Regions from separate parts of the Sus scrofa genome. Here regions 2 and 3 are each linked to region 1. A link is a contact called in public Hi-C data. All regions are on one chromosome and are shown on one strand. Each heading gives the region's core, a stretch centred on a gene start, on an enhancer-like site or on the middle of the called end of the contact. The rest is flanking DNA. Distances are from core to core; before and after follow the strand shown. Region 1 overlaps MAP3K9 (mitogen-activated protein kinase kinase kinase 9). Region 2 holds the start of TTC9 (tetratricopeptide repeat protein 9A). Region 3 holds the start of MAP3K9 (mitogen-activated protein kinase kinase kinase 9).

Region 1 (5,005 bases), core at 950-3,449:
TCGTGGTGCAGCAGAAACAAATCTGCCCAGGAACCATGAGGTTGCAGGTTTGATCCCTGGCCTTGCTCAGTGGGTTAAAGATCCAGTGTTGCCATGAGCTGTGGTGTAGGTTGTAGACAAGGCTTGAATCTCGCATTGCTCTGGCTGTGGCGTAGGCCGGCAGCTATAGCTATGATTCAGCCTCTAGCCTGGGAACGTACCTATGCCATGGATGTGGCTCTAAAAAGACAAAGAGACAAAAAAAAAAAAAAAAAAAAAAGAAAGAAAACAAAACCAAACCCAAAGACAGGAAGCTGGGGTGAGGTTATCTCTAGGATATCTTTCACACCAGGAAGAAGCAGACTTCTGCTGCTTCCTGTGAAAGGAAACCACCTCCTGCCTTTGGGCTTCTCCATCCCTTAGGACTGACATCAGGGGTCAGGTGTAGCTGCCTGCATGAGGTCTGTGAAGCCGCAGCTCTGGCTGACGTCAAACCACAGCACTCCCGTAGCACCATCACAGCACTGAGCACTAAGGAGATTTCTGTTCATTTCAGCCTCTCCAGCACATGCTGATAAAAGTCTTAGAGACCTGGGCTCTATCTGAACAAGCAGTAAATCTCCAGGGTCCAGCTGGCACTGGCCCATAGAAGACATTCAAACAAGTGCTTTGCAAAGACGCAAAGTTTGAGCAACTCCCTGTGGCCAGGCATTTGAACTGCTTCTAATTTGTAATTAGCAATGTGCTCTTGTGTTCTCAGATTCCATGCTGACTGAGGAAGCGGGCAGAGGTGGACTCAAGACATCTGGTTTGGGTCATTGGGAGTTACTAGTGCCCTCCTGTAAATCATGCTGGGGTGACTTATAAATAAGTCTTTGTCTGCATCTGACTCATTCTTATGATATGAGGGCAGATGCTAGACTCAGACAAATCCCAGCTGCACTGCTTGATAGTTCTGTGGCCTTGGGCCCGTCACTTGACTCTGATGTTCATTTTCTTTGGTATAAAATGGAAAGAATAATGGGATCTACTCTAAGGATGTTGAGATGCTATAAACGAGATCATGCAGGTCAAAACTTAGTGCAGTGTTTGGTGCATTGAGGCTGGTTGTTACTGGCAAATGACATTTCTGGGCCCATGTTATAGGATGAATGCCACATGACCAAACTGCTTTGCAGGAACATGGAGCAATTTGTACACATACGTCTCTCATGGCATCTTCTCTGCAAGGAATTGGGTCAAGTGTGCATCTCTGCCCAATCAATCTGACAAAGGTTATGCGGCCCCCGTCAAACCTACTTTGAAGTTCAGCACAAGGTCATCTTTTGCCCCACAGGCTGAGCATCCAGCACCCAGCCCACAGCCACCCTCCCTGGGTTGCCGAGGAGGGGGCTAAGAGGTCTGGCGTGAGTGAAAGGTCACAGCATGAAGCACGAGGAGGTTGATAGAGAAGTTCAAAAGCCACTTTTCCACATGCAGCTGAATGCTGAAACAATGGACTGAAGTGATGAAGAATGGCCCCAAACAGGATTCTTCTGTCTGATTTCCCTGTCAACACCACCCAGCGCACAATCACAGAAAATGAGAGCACAACGGCTGCTTTGTGACCAGCTTGCTCCAAAAGAGACCCAGAGAGATTAAGTGGCTTGCCCAAGGTCACACAGCTGGCCAGTGCCATCAAGAGTATCCAGACCACAGGGAACCCACGACTCACAGCTGGCGAATCCTGTCCACATGTGTACAGCTCCATTGGCGTTTGTCCTCTTAGGCGCCTTCACAGCTTCACCAGGAACGTCAGGGTGGACACTGCTATGGGCTGGGAGACAGCACACGCTTGCTAAGAGCTCTGAAAGCCAAAAGCCATGACCTGCCTGAGCAAAAGTCAGTTGTGAGAGGACCCTGAACCACCTGGGCAGGGACCGGTCAGTGCCATGCTTCAGAAAGGCCCCGGGGGTTCAGCTGGGGGGCTCTAGGACCTTCAGGGAGTGTGGTCACCCACCTCCTCTTTCCCACACCGTATCCCTCCCTCCCTCGTTATTTAATCCCTACATATGGAAATTCCCTAGAAACGGCCGGTTACTCGGACATCTTGTATACCTACAAAGGAAAGAGGAGGGAGGACCAGTTTACAAAGCACCACGGCAAATGGGGAGTCATTGTTATAACAGTTTTATTCAAGTCTGTGTGTGTTCTGGTGGTGAGACCAGGCTGAGATCAGCATGACACTGTAATACGCTAAGAGGTTTAGCCATTGAACCAAGCCTGCTTGGCAACCCTAGTTAACAATTTACAGTACCTTGAAAAAAAAAAAAAAAAAAGCCGAAGAAAAGAACCTGATACATTTCCTTCAGGACTTTTCTATTTTTAAATATTGTTGACAAATTACAATAACTTAAATCCCAAAGCAAAATGGGCATTCAAGGACACAGGGTGAGCACACATGGACAAGACGCCAGAGCGGGGAAGGCCTAGAGATGCAAAGTAGGAGGAACAAAACCAACGTGTAGGTGAACTTCCTCTTTACTGGGACCCAGAGGCTCCAATGGGGAGGAGAATCCCAAAGAAAGCTTTTCTGTGAATTAAATAAAACCCATTTCCAGCTCCTTTCCTTAATCCTCTAGGAGATACAGACACAGTCTCAGACTAAACCTGGGTGAGTGTGTGAGCATGCCTGTGAGCGTGAGCATATGTGCATGTGTGTGTTCAGGATGGGTAGTGGGGGAAATTAGGAGAAAGTTGTCAAGTTCATCACCTCCCTTCTTGGCTACAACTGGGTACCAAGGGCATGTTTTTTTTGTTTGTTTGTTTTGATACAATAAAAAGGCAAAAGCCTGATTTCAAGTTTTCATGAGGAGCCACACTAAGGCTTCCAAACTCGAGAGGCTGGGAGAGACTGGGTTGAAGCTGCAGCAAAGAGCAGTAACGGGGCAAGGGTGGGCTGGAAACCGGAGAGAGGCCCACGGGGCTTCAGTGGTCCTTGGAGGAGACCCAGAGGATCCACACGTTCAACCCCAACGTGGAACGGTCCCTGAACAATCGTGGAGAGGAAATGGTGGAGGAGGGAGCAGCCAGAAGCAGAGGGGGCTCGGCTGAGCTCCAGGGAGGTTGCAGGTCCCGCTGGGTGTCTCTGGTCGTGAAGGCAGATGATGGGTTAGCCGCAGGACAACTCCTTGGACAAAGAGCCATCTCAGAGCCTCAGCACACCTAAGCCAGGCGGATCTTCTCCCAGAGTTTCTAAACCGTGGTCTAAAACATGCTCGGAAGCAAAAGAGAGATGGCTCTGGAACCAAGGAGAGCAGCACCACGGCTTCCTAGCCACGTGATCTTAGGCATGTAACATAACTATCTGAGCCTTGGTTTCCACATCCTAGATGGAGGTAATACCTTATGCCCCACCCCCCAGGATTATTGTTGAGTCCCCAAAAAGAGAAAAAAGAATATAAATCTCTTCTGCCTAGAAGAAATGTAATGGTTTCACATAATATATTGTTAGTCCCCATATCCAGGCCAGGATAAACCCATGCCTCATTCTAACAGTGATGAAGAAAAGAGCCACAGCCAGCATGGCTTCCAGAACTGGAGGGAAAGATAAATGACGAGGAAAATAAAGATGACAGAGAATAATGGTAATGAAAACCTTACTGGTGGAGGTGGTGGGACGGCTGGCATTCCGAAGGTCACTGTGGACCAGGCACAGTGCTAGGGATGCAGCGGAGGGAAAACGCCCCCGTTCCCTCCGTCCTTTCTCAACCTGGGAGGAAGAATGATTCATTCACATCTCTGCAAACTCCAAGAGGTCCCAAAGGGGTCTCAGGGGAGAAAGAATCCTCTCCACGTAATCACTTCCTTTTCCCTTAAGACACATACACACGTGTACCTGGCCTTAGGGTTTCAGAGAGCCTGAAAGGAAGATGGGGGCCATCAAGGAAAAGTCACCCTTGCAACCTTGCAACGAAGTCCAAGGTTGAAAGTGGCCCCAGGTGTTTCACTGTTAAGGGAACACATTCCTAGTTGAACACAGACACTTCCAGAGAGATACCACCAAACTCAGGACCTGAAGGGAAGAAGGGCAACTGGAAAAAAAACCTAAAACCTACTTGACAATTCTGCCTGAGCTTGCTCACAGATTCAGGTGAGGGCCAGGCAGGGCTGAGACTAGGATAAGATGAGAATGGCACTTGCCTTGGATGTAAACTGTAAGAGGGCACCAAAAACCCTGTTATGGGGACACATCACGTTTCAGTGCAATACTTTTAAAAATTAAAATTAATGAAAAAAACCCTGATGGTGACCACAGTATCAAAATTTTAAAGAAAGTCAGGATCTGCCAAAGCAGGTACCTGGGTAGGAAGGATTTTAGGAACATGGACAACATATTGCTTCTGAAACTCAGTCTTGGAGCTCAGCAAGCGCAGAGCAAGGCCATCATACCCATGGGGGCACCACTCCCCAGGACCCCTCTTGATGAGCCAGCCTGACCTCTGGCTTCGGATTTCCTGGATGTCCACTCCACACATCCCAGTAAGAAGGGCCTGTCTCCGAACATCTGGGATTGGATGTACTCTGACTTTCTGGCCCAAGATACCTGTGCAATTGCCAGGTCCATGCTTGCCAATCAGCCTGGTAAAACTAGGCTGTGGGTGTTTAAAGGGAGGGTGGGTCAGACCCATCAGGAGGCAGGATGGGTCAGTGGAAAGTCTGTTTCCAAGAGAAACGAAGAGAGGAGAAAAGCTCCTGGCTCCGTGACCAGCTGGGCCCCAAGGCTCTTCTCTATTTCTGGCTGTAGTCATGAGCAAAAGACCTAAAGCAAGGCCACGGGCAGAGGATGCAGGGAACACAGCCAGGAAGAATCAGGAAGGACCAGTCCTACTGGCTCCAGATCAAGGAGCAGCCCAGGGAGGCCAGGGCACTCCCAGGGCCCAAGACCTGAAATGGTCAAAGGAAGAGGAGGGGCCTGTCAATAGCGCATCAGGACAGATGGAAAAGTCTGAGAAGCGGAGGAGAGGCTCACCTGGCACAGCCAACC
Region 2 (4,958 bases), core at 1,841-4,340, 78 kb before region 1:
ACTCCCCAATTTTTTCCTTTGCTCTACCTGACACAACACCTTAAAGTGAAAGGGGTCAGGGGTTCACAAATATGGACTAAGCAGAGTCTGCCATAACATTATTATGTGCTCCAATAATGACAGGATTTAAGGAGCCATGATAGAAGTTACCACCTTGTAAAACGTACTTCAGAGCCACCCTCTGAGGTAAGGAGTATCCTCATTTAATGAGGAAATTTGAAATTTCCAGAAGTTAAACAACTTGCTCAGGAAGCAGCAAAAATAGAATTCCAAGAGTTCTCTTGTGGCTCAGCAGGTTAAGGATCTGGCATTGTCACTGCAGCTGCTCTGGCTGGTGGGTTTGGTCCCTAGCCTAGGAATTTCTGCATACCACAGGTGTGGCCAAAAGAAGAAAAAAAGAATTCCAGCTCTTACCTAAGTCCAAAGCCTCTTAACCACTGAACTAGTATGATGTCACACTGATCAGAAACTACTGCAAACTCACTGTGTGAATAGAGAATTGTTTTTCCTTCTCTGGGACTAAGGTGAGGATTAAATGAGATTAAAGATATTCAAACACTTAGAAAAATAAGGTGCTCTAACATATAAGATATGATTTAGTATATTAAGGCTGTGTCCAAATAGAAACCCTCAGTACTATACAAATGGCAACTACATCTGTGAAAAATGTTCACTCTAGAAAGTAAAGATATTCCAGTTCAATCAATATACAGTTTCTTATTTATCAAAATAGAAAATATTTTTAAAAGTTTAAACTTCCATATTGGCAAAGATGTTGGGAAACTAGCATGTTGCTGGTGGGAGGAACCTTTCTAAAAAGCAAATTGACAGCAGGTTCAAGACATTTTGAGAAGTTAGCTTAATTTCTTGTAAGGGAAGATGAATTAGGACAAAAATTTAAGTATAAAAAGTTATTAAGAGCATAGATACAAGCCAGATGGCTTGGATTTAAAGCCCAGCTCTACTCTTTATTAGCACTGTGACCTTGAGCAAGTCTATGTGACCTGGTGTCCAAAATGGGGATAATAATAGCACCTATCTCACTAGATTGTTATGATATAAAAGGCATCTATTATTTCTTATTATCTCAGTGTTCCTTAGTGTAGCAAACAATTGGAATCAATCTATCTGACCATAGAAAAATGGTTATGTACACCGTGCTACAGACATAAAGTGAATACTATGAAGCCATTAAAAATAAGGCATTAAAAGACTATTTAATCACATAGAGCATAAAATATAAATTAAATAAAAAGTGTGTATATTGTCCCTTACCATTCATATTTGTTAAAAGAGCACTCTGTACAAATATAGATGCATAGAACACAACCAGTAGGAATTACATGAAAATGCTCATAAAGCATATATCTGGGTGATGGTGTAGGGTTGGGGGTTTCTTCTTTATATGTTTCTGTACTTTGCAAATCTTCTAGAGCAGTGATTTCCACACTCTTAACAGGCACATGTATCACCTGGTGATCTTGGTAACCTGAAGATTCTGGGTTAGTAGGTCTGCGATTTTGCAGATTCTCCATCTCTAACTAGCTCCTGGGTGAGGCTACTGGTCCAAGGCCTCCACTTTGAGTAATAAGGTTTTGGAGCTGGGGTCCTCAAATTTAAGTATGCATTTGAACCAATGGGGCAGGGAAGTGTTAAAGTACAGGTTACTGGATCCTATGCCTAGGGTTTAGTAGTTCTGGACTGGGACCCTAGAAATTGCATTTCTAACAATTTTCCAGGTGACGCTGAGGCTGCAGGTCAGGAAGCTGTGCTTTGAAAACCACTGCTTTACAATACATATATATATATATATATATATATATTTATCTCAGCCTCATAAAGGTGGGGGCACTTGGAATTTGGCGCAGTGGTTAACGAATCCGACTAGGAACCATGAGGTTGTGGGTTCAATCCCTGGCCTCGCTCAGTGGGTTAAGGAGCTGGCGTTTCCGTGAGCTGTGGTGTAGGTCACAGTCAAGGCTCAGATCTGGCGTTGCTGTGGTTGTGGCTGTGGCTGTGGCCTGTGGCTACAGCTCTGATTCAACCCCTAGTCTGGGAACCTCCATATGCTGCAGGTGTGTCCCTAGGAAAGACAAAAAAAAAAAAAAAAGAAAAAAGAAAGAAAGAAAAAAGGTGGGGGCACTAAAAAACAGGCCAGCCTTCTCCATTGTTTACAAAATCAAATGCAAGCCCTTCATCCAAATGCCTCCATAATGTAACCCAATCATTTCCAGTTACTTCTCTTTAGGCCACAAAAATCAAACCATTATGCCCCAAACACATCCAAGATTCTGAACATCATGACCTCAGCTGTTTCCTCACTCTGGTTGAGATGTCATTTCCATCTATTTCCTCATGTCCAGATCTTACCCATCTTTCAAGGCCCTCAAATGCCATTTCCTGCTCAAAGCCTCCTTTCCTCCAGACTGCACTGCACTTTCCATTCCTCCCCGATAACATTTGCCAATCTCTACCTGGCAGGGTGACTCTACCGATGAGTGGTGTATATCCCCAGTAGACTGGGAGTTAGTTAAGTGAGAGCAAGGCAGTCCCTTCCTTGCCTGTCTTTGTCCCCTCCTTGACCTCAGGAAATCCCCAGCAGACAGCCAGCCGCTCAGGGCTCACCGAAAGAATGAATGAAGTAAGGGATGGAACCTCCCAAGGCGGGGAAGAACTGGCCTGTAAACAGAAACTAGAAACTAGAACGCACGCCCGCCCTGATGACCAACAGTAACAGGTGTTTTCCATCTCTGATGTCTGTGATTCATTCTGCACAACTGCCCGCACGTCCAGGCGCCAGCATACAGCGGCTCCTAGAATACAACGCCCCACTCTGAAGTGCACATTGTGTTCTGGGTGCCGGTGCAGCCCCCCACGGAGACCCACCTCAGCCACCACCTGCATCCACACACACAAAAAGAGGCCCTGCCACCTTAAAAATATCAACGCCTTACTGCAAAGAACCAGAAGCTGTGGCTTTTGCCCACACCCCTGGCTTCCCTCTTGCACCTTTCTTTTTAGTTTATAAGAAATCTATTGAGGGTGAGTCTGCAAGCCTTCGACGCGGGCGTCCCCATTCCCTACACACACACACACACCCTTCCCTACACACGCATACATACACACACACACACACCCTTCCCCCATGCGTGTCTTTCAGACTAGCCGCTTCTCCCAAGGCCGGGTTGAATGGGAAAGAACGGGCCGGTCTTTGTCATTAATCCTCCCCTCCTTCAAAGGAGCCAAGCTTCTTCCGGGTCAGCAACAATCACCGCCAACCCCATCGGGCCCCCGGTCCCCCATACCGCTAGCCCTGAAGCGCGCGAGGGCCAGGTCGCCACCTCCGCAGGTTGCGGGAGGGGAGGAGGGCGAGGAGGAGGGCGGGCGGGCGGCGCGGGAGTGGGGGAGGGAGGGAAGAAAGGAGGGAAGGAGGGGAAGGCAATCCGAGGAGGAGGAGGAGAGAGCAGCCTCCCGCAGACAGCGAAGAGAATGGGAGTGCGGGGCGACAGACCGCCGCGGGGTGTCACGGCAGTGGCCGAGCTTGCCAGGCGCAAGGCCGGTGCCCGCCGCTTTTAAACCCGGGAGGGCGCGGCGGCGGCAGCGGCGGCGACGGGCGGATCGCGGCGCGCGCGGGGAGCCGGGAGGCGGCCGAATGGAGAGGAAGGGCTCGGCGGCCGGGGCCAAAGGAAACCCTAGCCCGCCCGCGGCCGGTGAGGCGCAGCGGCCACAGCCGCCTCTGTGCGTCCCGGGCGGCAGCGGAGGGACCCCGGCGCGGGGCCAGGCTGGGGCGGCGGCTGAGCCCGCCGAGTTCATCAGGCGCGCGCACGAGTTCAAGAGCCAAGGGGCGCAGTGCTACAAGGACAAGAAATTCCGCGAAGCCATCGGCAAATACCACAGGGCGTTGCTGGAGCTGAAGGGGCTGCTGCCGGCTGCCGGGGAACGGGAGCGGGACTCGCGCTCGGCCTCCCCGGCCGGGGCCCCCAACCCCGGTCGCCTCTCAGAGGAGCAGAGCAAGACGGTGGAAGCCATCGAGATCGACTGCTACAACAGCCTGGCAGGTGAGCTGCGTCGCGTCGCGCCCCCGACCCCTCCTCCCCCTGCCTTCTAGGTCTCCCGCTCAGCACCCATCCCCATTCCCCCCCCCGCCCCCCGCCCGGCCCCAGGGGTCACGGCCCGTAGCCTCGGCGCGCCCGCGACGCACACTCTCCAGCTGGGACCGTGCTGCTCTGCCCTGGGAAGGAGAACCTGGGAGGGGGCGCTTTAGAAGAAGTGTGACTTTTAGGATTAGACCTTCCAGAACTCGTTGTCATCCCGCATTCTTCCCTCGCATCCTCGTAAATCTCACCTATAAATAGCTGGACAGACAGATGGGGATTCAGCCGGCCTGGCGGCGACTGCCGCTACTACTGCTCAGCAGTGGACCTGGGTCCAAATGCGGGAAGCAGCACCCAGGGTGGGCCACCCGCACCCACCGCTTGCCCAGCGGTTGCGCTCCTCGGGGATCGTTGGCACCGGAGCTCTCCCTCATTTTCCCCCACCCCCGCTGGCCGCATCCCTATAGTAAAGTCCTTCCCCAAGTTCCTTTGGCCTCAGTAGTAAAGGGCAGTTTGCTAAGATGCCTTCAGCATCTCAAGCAAGATGGATTCCAGAATGCCACTTTCTTCTCTCGGAGCTCTGCTGGGGCCCCGTTGCCAGGTGAAGAGAGCGATCTCAAAGGGAAGCTAGCTCAAGGTTGGGCTTGGGCTGTGCTACATTCTGTCTCCCCTCCCTGCCTTGTTCTCACTCTGCTGTAGCATTGGTCCTCAGGCCAGCTGGCTGCTAGGCTTGAGGGTGAGGGAGCCCTTTGATTGGGATAGAAGGTTAGGTACACATTCCCCAGTATACTTTGGGGATTAAGGTCAAAGTCGGGTCATTTTTAAACATTTAACTCTGGCACAGGAAAATTTAGTCTCTAAAAA
Region 3 (4,420 bases), core at 1,076-3,575, 84 kb after region 1:
TACTTTCTCATCATCTGAGTTTTAGATCTAGGAATCTACTCTATCCAAGGTAACTTTTGTCACAGAAAAGGTGAAGTCCCAGGCACCCACTGCAGAAGGAGCTTCTAATGTGGTACAGTGGACCTGTGTGGCTTTCTGTGCATGGGTTCTTGCAGCCTAAGGCACATTCGCTCCTGACTGCTCTGACAGCAGGGAGCGCAACATATTAAAGAAATCCAGTTCCTGCTCAGGAAACTTACAGAGCTCTTCTACTCTGACATTAGCTGTCCCTGGAAAAAAAAAAAAAGAAAGAAAGAAAAAGAAAAAAGAAAAAAAATCACAAAACTTCACCCACAAAGAACCTCAAAACCTGACATGTTTAAAACTACACTGTTTTCTAACATTGCAGGCCAACATTTCTTCCCACATGTGACCAAGTTCATCTTCAACACTCCTTGAGACACTATACAGCTTCATCTTTTTCAGTACTAGTGCTAAAAAGGTAGCACACCTAGAAACAATCTAAAGTAATTTGTCACCTCTGGAATTATAAAGATCAAAATGTAGAGGCAGGAGGTTTTTAAATGAATGAGAGGGAGAGAGAAACAAAGCAAACTAAAGATTTAAACATCAATTGGCCAAACATTAACTTAAAAAAAAAAAAAGTAGAAAAACGAGGAAAGAAGTTATGATTTTGATATTAATGAATGGCATTTAATAAAAATCTTAAGGTATCATACAATTGTTAAGGTGAAAATTAAGTTACAGGACCATAAAGATAACTATTACAAATAAAACTTTAAAACTAAATGTTGAAAGTTGGCCCTTGGTAATGATTTTTTAAAATCAACTAAGATGCAAAGTATATTAACATATGGACTAAATAATGATACACGTGTATTAACAATACTTTTTTAACAGCAAAGAAATTACGGAAAACCTCAAATACAAAATAGTGTAAAGTGCCCCAGGAGATATTTACATCTTTCTTCTAAAACCACCTAGCATCACTGATTAAAGGATTCTAATGGCAACTTCTTTGAAAAAACAAAGAAAATTTCATTACAGGGTGTGGAGCAGGGGGCTCCTGGGAAATTGGTGAAAACCAGGACACTGGAAGACCTGGGAGGGACCCCTGCGCATGGGCCCCCTGAGATTTGGCAAAGACCAAATATAGGCAAGGATCTAGGGTGAGAATAAAGGAGAAAATACACTGTATAGGTGTCAAGGGACTGGGATTTAGCCATTGTGCCTGGGCTCCTGATCTCTCGTGGGGGGAATGGCATACTTTTCCCTCCCTAATCATTTCTGCCCCCCCCCCACACAAATACACACCCTTCTTAGCACATTCTTCACTGAGACTCCTAAAGGTACAACTTTTAAGATACAAGATTAGGATCCAAGAAAGCAACCCAAGAAAGATACTTCAGCCGTAAGTTCACACAGACTTCCGGGACCGGTGCGCCAGTCCAGCCCCGCGGGAAACACCCCCCCCCCCGCCCCGTCTCCTTCAAAGCAAATACCTATAAGGGGCGGGGAAGGCGCTAGAAAAGGTCGGGAAGGTCCCAGACTGGGGGACTAAGGTTATAATAGAAACCACCAGCCGGCCTAAAATCCTTCCAGATTTGCGGGGTGGGGAGTGCGAGGGAGATTCTCTTGCTAGGGCTTCAGGATGTACAATCAGGAGCTGCTGCTGAGGTGGTCAGGCGAAGGTGAAGAAGCCCAAGAGCCTGAGGTTCCAGGCGCGGCCTGCGGCAAGTCTGTCTAACCAATTGCACCGGCCAAAGCCCCTGCAGCCCGAGGACGCTTGCACACATCAGGTCAATCACTGACCACCTTAACCTAACCTTCAAGGAGGGCTCCTCTCCCTCCTCGACCACCCCAAGCTCCATCATCCCCCCCCCCCCACAGCCCCCGCCAGGCTCCCGCGCCCCGCCTTCTCCTTACACTGAATGGGCGAGTAGCAACTGGGGTCCTCGCCGCCAGGCTGGCAACGGCTGGAAAAAGCGCTGCGCGGGGTCACGTAGTTGCTGGGGAAGATGCCCACACGCTGGTTCAGCTGCCCGGTCCACCAGCCCTCATCGCCGGACACCTGCGAGTCCTTGGACAACACCTCCACCACGTCGCCCAGCCGCAGGGTCAGCTCGTCCTCGCCCGCCGCCTCGTACTCGAACACCGCCGTCCAGTAGGGCATCGGCGTGTCGGAGCCCAGATCCCCGGGGGCCGCTGCCGCCTCCTCCTCCTCTTCCTCTTCCTCCTCGGCCCCGGCCCCCGCTCCATCCTCCCCCGGCTGGGCGGCAGCGGCGGCGCTCGCCAGGGAGCCGAGAAGCGCTCTGGAGGGCTCCATGGAGCGGCCGATCCATAGGGTGCGGGGCTGCCGCCGCCCGCAGGAGCCGCCGCTGCCTATTGTTCATGCGGCTCCGCAGAGCTGGGGGAACCCCCCTCCCCCGACGGCGGCCGCAGGTAGGGCCGGGGCTGGCAGGGCGGGGAGAGCCGGCTCGCTGTGGCTGGCGCGGCGCCGCGACAAGTGAGCGGAGTGCGAGTGCTCAGCGCAGCATGGGGGCGCGGCGGGCCGGAGCCCCCGCCTTCGCGTTCGACCGCTGGGGCGGCCTCACCACCTCCACCACGGGTACCTGCTCAAGCAGCCGGTGCCCGCCGCCTCCAGCCGGCCGCCTCTCCCAGCTCCGCGCCGCGCGCCGCCCCCAGCTCCGCCCGCACGCCCAGGACCACCTGACGCGGACCTGGCTCCGCCCCAGCCCTGCGGACCCGAAGAGGCGGGGCTTCCCGGAGCCCAGGCCCGCCCCTGCGCCAACCCGCCTTCCCATTGGCCGCCGCCAACCCGTCCGCAGGTTCCTCCCGCCGCGGTTGAGGCTGTCCCGCCAGTCGCCCCGCTCGCCCCGCTCCACCCACTGCGCCTACGTCGCCCGCCCCCCGCCCCCGCCCCTGTGCGGGCTCTCTCATTCTCAAACCCCAGGTTGACCCATTTCTCGCTCCCATTGGCCCGCCTCAGCTCCAACCATTGGTCCAAGGTACCTGTCCGTTTCCGGAGAGAGTTCGACACCGCCCGTCAGGAAGAGACTGCGGCTTCATTGGGCGCCTGAGGAAGGATGGGTGGACCCTAAAAGGTAAGCTGAACCCTCATTCATCCCTAAGAGGCTGTAGGAGACCGCTCCCTTTGTCTGACGCGGAGGGCTAGCACCTGTGTTCTAAATCCTAAAGTGAGCTACTGAGAGTTAGCAGAGGGGAATTGAGCTAGGTTGCGCCCTGGGAGAGCTCTTTCTTCTCCAGCTCCCCTTTACAATTGGATTCTTCCTTCTCTTGGGTCTGTGCATCCTATCAGGTGGATTAACTTCCACCCCTGTCTATTAAGGCCTTCAGACCCACTGCTGTGTTCTTTAAAAGAACTCTTAAAACTCTATAGTTCTCGCCTTTATGAAACTGCATAAAACTCCCCCTTTCCAGGGTTCCTGTTAGAAGAAATTCCAATACCGTCAATTTTTTAGAATTCAGACCAAAGACCACTTTCCTGGGGCTCAAACAGTCTGGGTAAGCTGTCGGTGAAGTGGACTTTGTCTCTCTGAAGAGATTAAATTTTTCTGCAAATCTTGGATTTCTTTCATCTGGGGGAATTTCACCTTGGATCATGGTGACCTCTATGGAAATCAAATTAAAAACCAAAGCTGAATATACATACAAAACAATACTGCAGTTTATGAGCAAAGCTGCCCTTTTCCTACATCCTTTTGTTAGCTTCCACTTCTCAAACATTAAGAAAGAGGTGATGTCTAGTATTTCTTCTGTGCTTTAATCTGTTTATAGCATTATAGATTTCCCATGAAAAGATTCTCCGACAAAGACAAGTCTGTGCGGAAAGATTTAGCCTGATCCCTACCAAAGTGTGTTGCCTTTTTACCCTTCCATGGTAGGAATAGATGCAATTTATTTGGCAAGAGTTAGTGCCTCACTGAGTATTTTTTAATTTTATTTTGGGGTTAATTTTTAGACAAACTGAAGACAGTGGGGCAATTTGGAAAGATAACCAGGGCTGGCATCTCCTGCTCATCAGCTGCAGGTACCTAAGAGTTTGCTTATCCCCAGGGGTGGACTGGAAGATCACCTATGATTTTGTAGGCCCAACATTCTGTGGTTTGCATACAAATATGGCTACACTGTATACCTAGGTATCCCATCCGTTCCATGTCTTGAAGAAGGGAGGATGGATTGTGGTATTGAAGAGCATCTGGAGTAGGTCTTGAGAAAGGACTTCTGAGTAAATGCCCTGAAACAGTGTTCAGATTCTTACTATATATAGGATCAGTGAACTGGAAAAAATATGAATGTCTTCGAATAAAATCTCTGAATTTTGTTCAACATAAAACTGTTCCACTCCCAAATAGAAGAGAGCTAGTAGGGAGGGGGTAGAGGTATCTCGCATTTTTAA

Evidence for each region. Hi-C and Micro-C count contacts between places; a contact is called where the count stands out from the background.
Region 2: a contact with region 1 is called in a Hi-C map of epiblast stem cells, with 1.9 times the contacts expected there. The contact joins the promoter of TTC9 here to the enhancer-like site in region 1. A contact is called at or near these places in 2 of 5 promoter capture datasets (fetal skeletal muscle and liver), 25 of 47 Hi-C or Micro-C datasets (adipocytes, adipose tissue, alveolar macrophages and 16 more) and 2 of 2 datasets of contacts at active chromatin or transcription factors (alveolar macrophages and skeletal muscle).
Region 3: a contact with region 1 is called in a Hi-C map of epiblast stem cells, with 2.2 times the contacts expected there. The contact joins the promoter of MAP3K9 here to the enhancer-like site in region 1. A contact is called at or near these places in 20 of 47 Hi-C or Micro-C datasets (alveolar macrophages, blood, brain and 12 more).

Annotation. Positions count from the first base shown.
Region 1 is chr7:94,294,217-94,299,221 of Sscrofa11.1, forward strand. MAP3K9 (mitogen-activated protein kinase kinase kinase 9) reads right to left here. Exons shown (of 12, transcript XM_021099417.1): 12 at 2,133-5,005. Among named protein-coding and RNA genes, the nearest start is that of TTC9, 78 kb to the left of the region's middle. Within about 2 kb of position 2,200, at least 11 of the 83 cell types and tissues checked have an H3K27ac peak or open chromatin away from gene starts, as enhancers often do. A contact at or near this core is called in epiblast stem cells, where this site is marked.
Region 2 is chr7:94,215,346-94,220,303 of Sscrofa11.1, forward strand. It overlaps TTC9 (tetratricopeptide repeat protein 9A), which reads left to right and starts at 3,091. Exons shown (of 3, transcript XM_005656367.3): 1 at 3,091-4,058. The coding sequence starts at 3,146.
Region 3 is chr7:94,377,735-94,382,154 of Sscrofa11.1, forward strand. It overlaps MAP3K9 (mitogen-activated protein kinase kinase kinase 9), which reads right to left and starts at 2,326. Exons shown (of 12, transcript XM_021099417.1): 1 at 1,927-2,326. The coding sequence starts at 2,326.